2 separate regions of the Triticum aestivum genome follow, and region 1 is linked to region 2. The links are chromatin contacts, called in public Hi-C maps. All regions are on one chromosome and are shown on one strand. The core of a region is the stretch at or near the end of the contact, and the rest is flanking DNA. Distances in the headings are between cores, read along the strand shown.

Region 1 (3,547 bases), core at 253-2,752, 270 kb before region 2:
CCTCTCATAAATAAACCAGCATCTCCAACGCGGACTCTTAAACCACTCGCATCCGTTCGGACCGTGCTGTTTGAATGTGTCTTGCCGTCCAACGCTGTCATTTTGATTGTCGGTATCTGCCTTCTTGATTTGATTCTTGATGACTTTATACGTACGTACATTTTGTTGGAAATATGAGCAATTTACCGAATAATTTTATTAACAGAAATACTAGATAAAGTATGACTAATATAGCAGAGATAAAACAAGTTATGCAATCTGACAGAGAGAAGGTAATAGCATCTGCATATATGAATTAGAACCAAACACATCTAGAGCAAACATAACCTCAAACAGAAAGAGCATAAGAACGTACGAAACAGCAGCAGAAGCATTGGTCTTGGGTCGACATCCTCGCCAGCCATGTTGTTGAAGAGGTTGTCGACGCCGGGGAAGAAGTCGTCGTGGTGTCTTGAGCGTCCGTGATGATCTGGTCAGTAGTCACGCAGAGCGCTCCCAAAAACCTTATCACCTTATCACCCTTCTCCCGTACATGACTCAAAGAGGTGAGATTTCGGAGGCCTACTGTCCCGACATAAGCTCAGTGGTTCGGAACGGTGGCAAGAGGATACTACAGCAAAACGTTTCAGCAACCCGCGGCGCGTCGTGACGACGAGGCGTGGCGTGCGGCAGAGGAGGGGCGCGCGTGAATGCCCCTCTTGTGTTTTGTGCGCAGTACAGGACGCTTGTACTTTCATCCCATAATTTCAGAATCTCAGAAGATGCTTTAAGACGAAAATTCAACTTGTTTGCCCGGGCTCATCTACACCCGATAAAATAAAAAAAATGATTTTTTTTGGGTGGTGCAAAATGCTCAAAGGCGTGATGTTCATGCAAAAATTCAGGTGTTTGGACATTGGAGGAGCTGCAAAATTTCGGGGTGTTTGAACATTCGAGGAGGTCCTGACAAAAAAGTCAAAATCATATGTGAATAGTGTTGTTTTCAAAAGTTTCTCAGACACCCAAAATCTATCTTTTTCATCACGAGCTCCTCGAATGTCCAGACTTCACCAAATTTTACACGGACAACACGCACATAAGCATCTTGCATCACAAAATTATTTACATTTTTTACTATTTCAAACGCTTTTACTGTTCACATCCGGCCTCATCTGAGCCCGGGTGCAGAATAGCCGCATCCATACAATTACATCCATTCCACTGGACCGAGTTTTTTTTTTTTTTGAACTTTGAAATTGCAATAGTTAGTTGTTAGGCCCAGAGGAAGCAGAATGGGAAGGCCCAAGCCCTGGCGGGCAAAAGACAGAGCACTGGCATGTGGGCCCACCTGTCAGTGCCAGCCAACTTACGAACTTAGCAAAGGCGGCAAGTTAGCGGGTCCTGGGCCTCGGTCCGGCCACTAAACTGAAGTGAGAACCCGAATCCACGAACCCATTTCTCTTCCTTCCAGCGGAAGGAGAACACTCTTCCCACTCGAGGAATATAAAACCGACCCAACCAACTCCCGACGAAGCGGCGCGCTTCCGAGGAAGCGGAGGAGGGCCCGCCCGCAATTTCACAAAGTTCCGGGGAGGATGCCGATAGAGATGCCGCGGGGGCTCCCCTTCGCCGTGGACACGTGGGGCCCCTCCTCCCGCCGCCGGCGCCACCGCTTCCTCACCCACGCGCACCGGGACCACCTCGTCGGCGCCGGCGCCGGGGCCGACCCCGGAGGAGGCGCCCTCTACGCCACCCGCCTCACCCTGTCCCTCGCCCTCCGCCACTTTCCCCAGGTACCTTAGCCTGTCTCCCAGAGAGACGCGGTAGATTTTGAATTTGCTGCGGTGGATTGAGATTTCTCGCGCGGTGCGGCCGTGTTGCAGCTGGACCAGGGGGAGTTCGTGGAGGTCGAGGTGGGGAGGACGTTCAAGGTGGATGACCCCGCCGGCGCCTTCTCCGTCACCGCGTACGATGCCAACCACTGCCCTGGTAATTGTTGTTTTATCCTTGTTTGGTCTGCTCATCGTGTTACAGCACTCTGTAAGATTGAGCTTGCTAGTGGATAAATCAATCCTACTACTACAAATGCGCCGTACATAAGATTGAACTTGCTGGTGCATAAATCAATCCTGCTTTCATTTCTGAAACTGATAAACAGCCAGCTCCCAAGTTCTGAAATGCATCGTACCTAAGATTCAACTTGCTAGTGCATAAATCAGTACTGCTTTCATTTCTGAAACTGATAAATAGTCAGCTCCCAAGTTCTCAAATGCAAAATGAAACACCACATCATCAAGCTAGCCCCTCCCGGTGTAGCATCACCCTTGGCAGCTACTGGGAGATCTAAGCAGGCTCTCAACGTTTTTAGAAGCACAACAGTAGCATAATAGCCGGACCAAAAGAGCACCACAAAAACGAGATACAGATGCAAAGCGTTTGCCTCAAAGTGTCTCCATGGACCACGGCCGATGATTCCCAGCTACGCTCACCAGAAACACTCAGTTACGGCAATCCTCAACCATCAGCGCTGACCCCCGCCTCCGATTGAAGAACTCAAACACCAGTTGCAGAAATAAGCTTGCCCCTCAGCACTGCATTGAGCGCACACCTGCTTTATGCCTTTATGTAATCCAGAGTAAAAGTTCAACCAATGAGCCGTTTTCGCTACAAGACTAGTTGGGTCATAAGGAAACACGTTACGAAAGCAAGCTGCATTATGATATGTCCAAATCAACAAAATGTGAGCAGCTACCCTACAGCTAACCGCCCCCTGTGAGACCCTTGCAAATTTAGCACCCAACCATATAAATTTGCTACTGAACTTATCTCAATGTCAATATCCAAAACACATTTTGGTGCACCCCAGGCATGTCTAACGATGGAAAAATGAATGCACAAAATGATGTTATTATCTTGTCGGGGATATGGAGCGACATATGCCAAGGGATGGCTTATCATGGATGGGGACATAAGTACGTCGCCAGGCTCTAGAAACGGGATTGGGCGAGATCGCCTACGCCGGCGAATCTTACCCAGGTTCGGGGCTCTCCTAGGAGATAACACCCCTAGTCCTGCTCTGCGGGGTCTCCGCATGATCACTATCTCAACAAGGTAGCTACAAGCTTGCTCCTTGAGCTGTTTGGCTAGGGGAAGAAGAAGAACAAGGCTAGCTCTACTCCTTTCTCCCTACGTGGTGTGTGTGTTTTCTCAGGATCTGAGCCCTTTGCATGGGGTCGCCTGGGGGGGTTTATATAGGCCTACCCCCCAGGGGTACAATGGTAATCCGGCCGGGTGTAGGACCCGGCCGTCAGTGTCTTTGGTCTCCGGCTTCTCCGCTGGCTGCTGGGGCCCGCCGCCTGATGGGTCCCGCCGGCTGCCGTGTTCTCCGCCGACAGGCAGGGCCCGCCGCCTATGGGTCCTGTCGGCTGCTCTGCACTGTAGCCTCGCCTCTGATGACGGAAGCTTTGTCGTGGGGAGCGTGGCTACAGTCCCGCCGCCTGGCGGGCGCTCACTGTAGCCATATCCCGTCTAATCTGGTTAATGGCGCACAAACTCCAATGGAGGGGGA
Region 2 (3,734 bases), core at 504-3,003:
CCATCCGGCGCGAGATTTGGCGGGAGGGACATTTTCGCGCCCCCTTTTCCGCTTCCCGCACCCTCCGTCACCATTGCCCCCTCTCCGAAAGCTCCGGCTGCTCCTCCCCGGCCGTCCCTCGCCACCATGGACGACCCCATGCTGCCCCCCGTCGCCGTCGAGGTCGCGCACGCCCCTTCCCCTCGGGCGGATCTTGTCGCCGGCCATCTAGGCCCCGCCGGCGTCGCCCAAGCACACGCCACGCCTGCCCGCAAGCGGCAGGGCAACGTGCTTGTGCAGGGCGGGAATCCGGCTGCCCCCGCCGCGATGGCCCGCGCTCCGGGCGGCAATGCTGCCGTGCGATCCCGGCCGGCGGCGGAGAAGGCCGGCAAGGCCGCGGGCGCAAAGCGGAGGAAGGTTCCGACTTTAAGGAACAAATCTTCTTCAACCTCTCACTCCATCCCCCCGCAAGGAGGTGCTCCGGCGATGCCGTCCAACGGTGCTGCTCCCCCCGCGAGCGAGGTGTTCGACGAAATGGCCGGAAGGTATATCTCTTCGGACTTTGGTGATTCTCTTTCATTTTCGCCATTGTTTTTCGATAGCTCATGACTTGTTATCGTTCGGTATAGCGGTGATTCGAACAATGCAACAACCGAGTTCGTGAACTTGTTGGACACAAACGCGGTTGACATTGATCAAGCCCCCTTCGAACCTTTCGTTTACAATGAAACAGAGTGCGGCGTGGACGATCATGGTTGTGCGGACGACTTGGCGGAGATCGAAGCGGAAGCGTTTGAGAATTCACAAGCAAAAGCTGGGAAAAGCCAAAGATCGAAGAACTACACCATCTTGGAAGATCAAGCTGTCATTGTTGCTCTGAAAACAAATCGCTGTCATTGTTGCTCGCCGAAGAGAACAAGATCATGTCAATGAGCCACAATGACATGGACGACGTTACCAAAACATGGCATGATATGGCAAGGAGAGAGATCTTGAAGAGGAGAATGGTCGCCTCGGCCGGTCCGTCTGCCAGTTCCGGTGATGTTTTCTCTGCTCCATACGGTGGCAATGTGGATGATTTCGGTGCGGGAGTTGGAACAAGCGACGGAGGTGGCTACGGTGGCGCCGATGAACTTCAAGATGGACTCCATGACGCCGAGTGAAGATCGACCCCCAAGATGATGCCGGACATGGGTGCATACCTTTGCATGCCCTCTTTTGCGTAATGAACTTCGTTTTTATTCGCGCGCAAACTGTTTATGTCATTTGAATTTGAACTTGTTTGTGAAACCCTATGACAAATTTCAGATTTGCAGTTTTTTTGTTTGCGGGTCGTTGCGCTGTTGCCCGAGCAAAACCCGCATATTCGACCCGTAAAAAAGCATATTCCGCAAATATACTTTTATATGGGTCCGTTTGGGGTCTGCATCTGTGCTAGTCCTCGCCAGCCCGCAAAAACGATTTTGCGCGAACTGCAAACGCGTTTTGTGGGTCAACATTTTGCTGGATCTCCTAGAGTTGCTTTGACCAAAGGCCCTTGGAGCCACACCCAGTACATAGCACCCCCTTCTGACCTCAGGACCTGCCCTGCACTGCACTAGGTTCCTTCTAGATATCAATCTAGCTAGCACACAGGAACCCCTCAAAATAAAAAATAAAAAAGCTAGCACACAGGAGGGCGTGATGTGATTCCCTTCTTCTCCTCTTTACAAGCAAACAAAAGTGGTAGTAGCTACCGCGTCGGCATCTCAGACCTTTTCTATTGGCATTTGCACAACAGCTCAATTAGCTATTGCAATCTACTCCAGCTAGCAGTTTTGTTGGTCGATCTCGTCTCCTTCCTCAACGTGGCGAACGCCACGAGCACATGACTCCGGACAGGACAAACGTGCCGGCCGCCTTTCACCTGCAACTGCAAGATAAATCGATCACTGACGAGGTGAGCAGCGAGCAAGCACAATAGTCTATCTACCTGATCCGATGGAGGAGACCAAGCCGCGGAACCTCGGCGGCTCGCTGCCCGTGCCCAACGTGCAGGACCTCGCCGGCCGGCCCGACGAGCTCGCGGTCACGCCCACCCTCCTCCGCCGCTATGTGCGGCCTCAGCCCAACACGGCCGACCTGCGCCCCGACGCCCCTGCCGGCGAAGAACAGGAGCACGTCCCCATCATCGACCTCGGCCGGCTCCTCAATCCGGATGGCCTCGCCGGCGGGCGGGACGAGGAGGCCGCCAGGCTGCGCTCGGCCTGCGAGGACTGGGGGTTCTTTCAGGTGGTGAACCACGGGATACCCGAGGAGACCGTGGAGGAGATGAAGAAGAACGTCATGGGATTCTTCGCGCTCCCGCTGGCCGAGAAGACGGCCTTTGCGCAGCAGCCCGGAGAGATCGAGGGGTACGGCCAGGCATTCGTCGTCTCGGAGGAGCAGACGCTCGACTGGGCGGACATGTTCTTCCTCCTCACGCAGCCGCCCACCTACCGCGATCTCCGCCTCTGGCCGTCCAACCCTTCCACATTCAAGTAAGTGGATAATCAACTGACAGAAGAAAATCATATCATCGTCAAGCTCCCGTTGATTTGTTTGCTGTGGCAGGACTTGCTTGGAGAACTACTCTACGGAGGTGCAAAGGGTGGCAGGTGAGCTGCTGGGAGCCATGGCGGAGAACCTGGGCGTGAGAGACCACTCGGACATGACGAGGCTCGCCGCGTCGCAGTCAGTGAGGATGAACTACTACCCGCCTTGCCCGGAGGCGCATGTGGACAGCGTGTTGGGCCTGTCGCCGCACTCGGACGCCGTCGGGCTGACGCTGCTGCTGCAGGTCAGCAAGGTCCCCGGGCTGCAGATCAGGAGGAAAGGCGGCTGGGTCCCGGTCACGCCGCTCCCCGGCGCCCTCGTCGTCAACGTCGGCGACGTGATTGAGGTGTTCACCAACGGGAAGTACAGGAGCGTCGAGCACAGGGCGGTGGTTAACGCACGCCATGAGCGGATGTCCATCGCGACGTTCCACAGTGGGAGGTTCGGCACCATGTACGGGCCGCTGGAGGAGGTCGTCGGAGACGGGGAGCCGCGGTACAGGAGTGTCAGCGTCCAGGAATATGTGAAGCTCGTGGTCTCCAGCAAGCTCGACGGCAAGAACATCATGGACGCCATGAAGATCGATTGATACTTTGATAGCAATACATGGTCATCGTTGTGGTGTGACTGGTGTCCACTAAAGTCTGTTAATGTCTTAAGAGCATCTCCACCAGCCGCAAAACGCTAAAAATCAGAATACAGCGCCGGGTGAGTCAGGTTTTGCGCGCGGCAGTGCGCTAGCTCCAGCGGCCGCCGCAAAATAAAGCGTGCCCGAGCCGCTTCAGCAGGCGCGTTATATTTCATTTTTTTTTCCTTAAGATTCTATACATATTTCGTTCTGATAGTACAAATATGGAGATAGTTCGGCACATAGCCTGCTTCTACAATACAAAATGCGTAGATAGTTCATAGTCTTCTCCTACAATAGATAATTCATAGTTCGTCACATAGCCTGCTTCTACGATACAAAATAAAACGAAAAACTACTACTACTCGTCATTCTCTGACTCGGACTCTGCCTCGGTGATGTCCTCTTCCGACGTCTGAGCGTAGGCGTTAAGGAACCGCTCGTCGCGGGAGTCCCAGGACGACGCATCTCCTAGCGCGATGTTGTATTTAGCAACCGCCTTCCGCGTTTGCTTGTCCTCACGATAGGCGGCTCGCTCCTTCCTCCTCTCCTC

The links. A called contact is a pair of places that touch in the nucleus more often than the background predicts.
Region 1: a contact with region 2 is called in a Hi-C map of leaf, with 4 times the contacts expected there. The contact joins the promoter of LOC123080147 here to the promoter of LOC123080144 in region 2. A contact is called at or near these places in 2 of 5 Hi-C or Micro-C datasets (both in leaf).

Annotation. Positions count from the first base shown.
Region 1 is chr3D:517,930,330-517,933,876 of IWGSC CS RefSeq v2.1, reverse strand. LOC123080147 (5' exonuclease Apollo) reads left to right here and starts at 1,502. Exons shown (of 5, transcript XM_044503034.1): 1 at 1,502-1,772; 2 at 1,863-1,968. The coding sequence starts at 1,575.
Region 2 is chr3D:517,656,009-517,659,742 of IWGSC CS RefSeq v2.1, reverse strand. It overlaps LOC123080144 (S-norcoclaurine synthase 1), which reads left to right and starts at 1,753. Exons shown (of 2, transcript XM_044503032.1): 1 at 1,753-2,498; 2 at 2,572-3,400. The coding sequence starts at 1,960. The coding sequence ends at 3,142.